Regions from separate parts of the Sus scrofa genome. Here region 2 is linked to region 1. The links are chromatin contacts, called in public Hi-C maps. All regions are on one chromosome and are shown on one strand. The core of a region is the stretch at or near the end of the contact, and the rest is flanking DNA. Distances in the headings are between cores, read along the strand shown.

The links. A called contact is a pair of places that touch in the nucleus more often than the background predicts.
Region 2: a contact with region 1 is called in a Hi-C map of embryonic fibroblasts, with 2.0 times the contacts expected there. The contact joins the promoter of RDH13 here to the promoter of PRPF31 in region 1. A contact is called at or near these places in 2 of 47 Hi-C or Micro-C datasets (embryonic fibroblasts and liver).

What each region holds. Positions count from the first base shown.
Region 1 is chr6:56,010,207-56,012,906 of Sscrofa11.1, reverse strand. PRPF31 (U4/U6 small nuclear ribonucleoprotein Prp31) reads left to right here and starts at 1,400. Exons shown (of 14, transcript XM_003127413.5): 1 at 1,400-1,525. It overlaps TFPT (TCF3 fusion partner), which reads right to left and starts at 1,411. Exons shown (of 6, transcript XM_021094886.1): 1 at 950-1,411; 2 at 144-402. The coding sequence starts at 972.
Region 2 is chr6:59,291,804-59,294,831 of Sscrofa11.1, reverse strand. RDH13 (retinol dehydrogenase 13) reads left to right here and starts at 1,693. Exons shown (of 7, transcript XM_021094989.1): 1 at 1,693-2,268. The coding sequence starts at 2,204.

The DNA.
Region 1 (2,700 bases), core at 151-2,650:
TTAGCTGTTCAGTGAATAAATAAATGGATGGAAGATTCATTCAGTTACGCAAGAAAGGCTGGGCATCTAGACAGGCAGCGGCCCGGAGGGACTGGTAATTAAGGCCAGGGGACCTCAAAACGGGGGAATCCACACTCACCTACCTGCTCGATCTCCCGGCAGCGCCGACCTAGTGCCTGATACTTCCTGCGATTTAGTTCCCGCTGGCGGCGCCGGCGGCCCCGCGCTGCCTCTTCCTCTTCATCTCGCTCCCGGAGCCCGGAGCCGCCCAGACCCCCAGACACAAACTCCACTTCTGTTTCAAGCTCGCTCTCCAGGATGTGACCACCGAACAGCGGAGGCAGCGCCAACTCTGAGCCTGGCGGCGCCGAGAACTCTTCAAAGCCCACGGCTGCCATGGTCCTGTAGGGTCAGGGGACTCAGGATCCCTGAACCTCCGCACCTAGTCCCTCCTCCCTCAGACCAGGTGCCAAGCCGCCAGCCCCCTCCTCCCTCAGACGCAGAAGTCCGGAGCCCCCAGCCCCCTCTTCCCAGGATCCACAAGAGTTTGAGCCCCAACCATTTCTTCCCCGGATCTAGGCGTCCAGGCTGCTAGATTCTCCTTCCTCAGGCCCTGGCCCCCAGCACACCCTTCCCAGGATCCAGGAATCTAGACCTCCAGACTCTTCCTCCTCGAGTATCACCGGGGCTTCCAGCCCCCCATCCCTCACTCAAATCCAGGAGTCCCGGCCCCCAACCTCGTCGTCTCTCCTATCAGGAGTCTAAACCCGTAGCTTCCCCACCCTCCACCCCCAACCCAGGAGGCTGGAATACGGACCCCAGTCCCTAAAAGAGTTCTAAGCTAAAGTGCTGCAGGAACTGCAATCCCCGTCAGTCCTCAACGCAGAAGACTGCCATTACGCAGCCGCAAGGTTTTTTGGGATTCGTAGTTTCCCCCAAAGCCACTCACCCCTCTCTCTGCTCCAGCTCCATCTCTCTCCGGCTCCGAGCGCCTCAGGCCTCAGGAGGTCCAATCTCAAACCGCTAGGTTAAATCGTTGGCAAAACTACCGGTCCCATCAGGCTTCACGGCCACCACATCCGGGACTTCGCCGCTACGCCTACTGGGAGCTGTAGTTTCCGATCTCCGGCTCCGCTCCCCAAACCGTCCAACCCCACGCCGACTCCCGGCATAAAGGCCTTGCTTTCTCGTCGAACGTCTCCACCAGTCGCCTGAGTTGCCGTCGCCTTTATTCTTGTCTTGACACCCTGTGGTCAGACTACGGCGATTCTCCGCTGATCAGACTCAGTTCACAGAGGGCCACGAGCCAAACAAGCCCCCTCTACCGCCTGCTCACCCATTCTCTGCCTAGCGGGAAGTGTTAATAAAGTTGTTGTTCCAAACGCGGCCGGGAACGACGCGGGGCGTGGGCCAATCAGAGCGCAGCTTTGCCTCGACGACGGCGCAAGGGTAAGACGTCATCAGTGAGCGTCGACCGCTGTTGGAACGCCTATTTCCTAGGAACGGTTCTGCGAGGGGGAAAGAGGTGAGTGTGATGGGGACGAGAGGAGGGCGGGAGGTCGGATTCCTGGGTCTAGAGGAGGAAGTGTGAAAGTGTCGACCGACTACCCAGAGGCTTCATATGCTCCTACAGTGTTACGGCTTTGGGGCCAAAAAAAATTTCTCAGCGCCCTTAGCGCTTTCCATGGTGCCTGGGGAGACAGGATTAAACAAGTCATTACTTAAAAAATCACCAACGTGTGAAGCGCCTTAGGGTCCACACAGGGCGCATGGGATGTGTTTCACCAAGCAACCTAGGCACTCTGGAGTGGGGTGCAGAATGTAGAATGAGAACCGAAGGATGAGGAAGGTGTTGAGCCGGTTAAAGTGAGGGGAAGAAGTTGGTGAAAGAAAAAATGTGAGAAGGACTAGTGGTGGGGGCTGCGGCTGGAGAGGTTGGCTGGAATCCAGCGAGGATGTGGTACCTGCTACGTGCCAGGTGCTGCGCTGGGCAGTGGGAGTAGCGCGCAATGAAGAGTACGGACTTAGTGCCTAGTTTCATTGAAATTTTCGCTTGATGGGGAAGATGGATATTAAACAAAATGTTAGACATTTAGAGCCTCTTAAGTGTTGAAGCCAACAAAGAGTTCATAAGATGTATAACAACAGCGGGTTAGGCTCTAGTCTTGGTGTCGGAGAAGATCCACGCTGCAGGAAATAGCATCTGTGTCCCTACTTTAGGGATGAAAAAGTTATATATTCAGAGACTCAGAGAGAGGAGACCATATTGAGGTGGGTTAAAGGATTACATAAAATTGCTCATTCACTTATTTACTGAATCTTTCTTCCTTTCTCCTTCCCTCCTTTCTTTTCTTTCTTTCTTTCTTTCTTTTGGCTGTACCGGTGACATAAGGAAGTTCGAGGCCAAGGATCAATCTGAGCCACGCAGTTGTGGCAACGCTGGTTACTTAACCTACTGCAACCAGAGGGAACTCCCTGCCGATTATTTCCTGAATACCTAGTATATGGTAGATATTCTGCTAGTTGGTGGAGATACAGAGATGAACAGACAGATACGGTCCCTAGTTTTGCTTAGTTTAGTGAGGAAACAGAGGATAAGAAGAGATACTTGTGGAGTTCCCATCGTGGCTCAGTGGAAAGGAATCTGACTAGCATTCATGAGGATGCAGGTTCGCTCCCTGGCCTCACTCAGTGGGTTAA
Region 2 (3,028 bases), core at 444-2,943, 3.3 Mb before region 1:
CAACACCAGATCCTTAACCCACTGAACCACCAGGGAACTCCAAAATTCAGTATTTTTAGGTGAATATGCTGATGAGATTTGACAAGTGTATGCAGTCGTATATACAGACCCCAGTGTGATTAAGGCAGAGACTATTGCCAAATCCCCCCATGAAGTTCCCTTTGCAGTAATCACTCCCCCACCTGCCTCCCCCGGCCCCTCTGCCCTTGGTAACCACTGGTCTTCATGCTCTAATATGGTTTTGCCTTTCCTAGACTGTCATGTAACTGGAATCATACATACTGTGCAAGTACCAGTGGTTCATTCCTTTTTCTTTCTTCCTCCCTCCTTCCCTCCCTAGAGCCTCAGCTGCAGCTTATGCAAGTCTCTTCCAGGCTAGGGGTTGAATCTGAGCTGTAGCTGCCGGCCCATGCCACAGCAAAGCCAGATCTGGGCCGCACCTTCGACCTACGCCTCAGCTTGCAGCAACGCTGGATCCTTCACCCACGGATTGAGGCCAGGGATCAAACCCGCATCCTCATGGAGACTAGGCGGGCTCTTAACCGGCCGAGCCACGGCAGGAACTCCATTCATTCCTTTCTATTAAGTAAGAGTCCATTGCATGGATTTACTATCAGTTACTTACTCCATCAGCTGTTGATGGCTCTTGAGTTGCTTCCAGCTTCTGGGTATTATGAGTGGGATGGTTGAATGGCCTCTCCCCTCTCTCCCCACATAGTTATATGTTGAAATCCTCATCTGCAATAGACCCCGGAATGTGACCTTATTTGGAAATAGGGTCGTTGCAGATGTAATTTGTTAAGATGAGGTCATTTTGAATCAGGGTGGCCCCCTCCTCAGACCCAGGAGTCTGGTCAAGCCTCTCCTCCCTCAGCCCTAGGGAGTCCAGAACCCCAGCTCCCTCCTCTTTCAGACCCAGAGCACGCTCTCCCATGGCCTCCTCCCCCAGGACCCCAAGAGTTTAGGTACCCCCTTCAGATTAGTAGGTCTTGGATTCCGAGCATTGAAATGATCAAATTCTCCCATAAAGGCTACAAGGAATACATATGTACATTTATTGAGGTGTATAGTTGGTATACAATATTATATTAGCTTCAGGTGTACAAAATAGTGATTCAACCTTTTTTTTTTTTTTTTTTTTTAAGGTCGCACCTGCAGCATATAGAAGTTCCTGGGCTAGGGGTGGAATCGGAGCTGCAGCTGCCAGCCTACACCACAGCCACACCAACACGCTTGTCCCAGCGGCATCTGACCTGCACTCAGCTTGGAGCAATGCCAGATTCCCTAACCCACTGAGCGAGGCCAGGGATCGAACCCGCATCCTCACAGACACTATGTTGGGTTCTTAACCTGCTGAGCCACAACAGGCACTCTGAAATGTTTTATAGATTATATTCCATTTAAAGTTGTTATAAAATTCTGGCTATAGTTCCTGAGCTGTATAATATATTCTCGTAGCTTGTTTATTTCATACATAGTAGTTTGTAAGGAATACATATTTTTATCCTTTTTTAAAAATTTTTATTTTTTAGGGCCACACCTGTGGCATGTGGAGGTTCCCAGGTTAGGGGTTGAATCAGAGCTGTAGCTGTTGGCCTATGCCACAGGCACAGCAATGCAGGATCCGAGCCGGGTCTGCGACCTACACCACAGCTCACGGCAACGGCGGGTCCTTAACCCACTGAGCGAGGCCAGGGATCGAACCTGCGACCTCCTGGATGCTAGTCAGATTCCTTAACCGCTGAGCCACGACGGGAACTCCAGGAATATATATTTTTAGATGAGGAAACAGGCTGATATATTGGAAAGACATAAGGAGGATTGCATCCGGATGCGGCAGCTGTATGATTGGGATCCGGGGGGTCCCTCCAGAACTGCGCCGCGCATTGCAGCAGGAAGAGCATAACTTTGGGGGACCCGCGCGTGGGCCCCGCCCCTCAACCCCTTTCCAGAGACATTGGCCACGCCCCCTGATCCGGCCCCGCCCCGGGCTCCCGAAACGACCATTCCCAGCTGTAGCTGCGCTCGCAGCCCGTCCCCATTGGTCGCTCCCCTGGAAGCCCCGCCCCCTGCCCCTTTCCGGAAGCTGCGTGTTGCAGCCGCGCCCGCCCTGCCCCACGTGTATCCCAGGCGGCGAGCCCCTAGCACCTGCTGCGGTTGAGGGTCTGCGGGCTGCTGCGGTTGGACCCCGGCTCCACCCGGCATGAACCGCTACATTCTGCCGCTGTCCGTGCTGGGCACGGCGGTGGGTGGCGCCGTGCTGCTCAAGTGAGTAGGTGCGGGCCCCGCGGGCGCGGGAACGGTGAGCAGGTGGGCGAGCTCAAGGCTGGGTGGAGCTCGCCAACCTCTCCCCGACCCTGGAGTCCTTCAGCTCACCTGTCCCGCGGTGGGCCGGGGGAATGCAGGACACCCTGGGCTCCGAGAGGGCAGGTCACGTCCCAAGGTCACCCAGAGAAAGGGGTGGGTCTCGGCCTTGGTAAACATTTTGGTCTGGTTGCTTCCGGGCTTTTAATGGATTAATTAATTCATTCAGCAAATACTTATTGAACACTTCCTAGAAGTCACGTCCTGGCCCAGATAAAAGGAAAGTGTATTCCACCTAAGCTCTGAATATCCGGAATTCGAGAAACAAATTAGTTTTACACTCAGTAAATGAAAAGATTGTATTGTATGAGTTATACACATACTGTGGTGCTTTCTGGTCGTTTCTAGGCTAATTCGCTTAAAAAAAAAAAAAAAAGACAAAACAAGGAATTAACAAGTCCAAACTCTTGGGTATAAAATAAACGACAAAGATACTTTGTACAACATGGGGGATATAGCACATATTTTTAAGTGTAAATGGCATATAAGCTTTTTGTTGTTGTTGTTGTTGCTATTGCTATTTCTTGGGCCGCTCCCGCGGCATATGGAGGTTCCCAGGCTAGGGGTTGAATCGGAGCTGTAGCCACCGGCCTACGCCAGAGCCACAGCAACGCAGGATCCGAGCCGCATCTGCAACCTACACCACAGCTCACGGCAACACCGG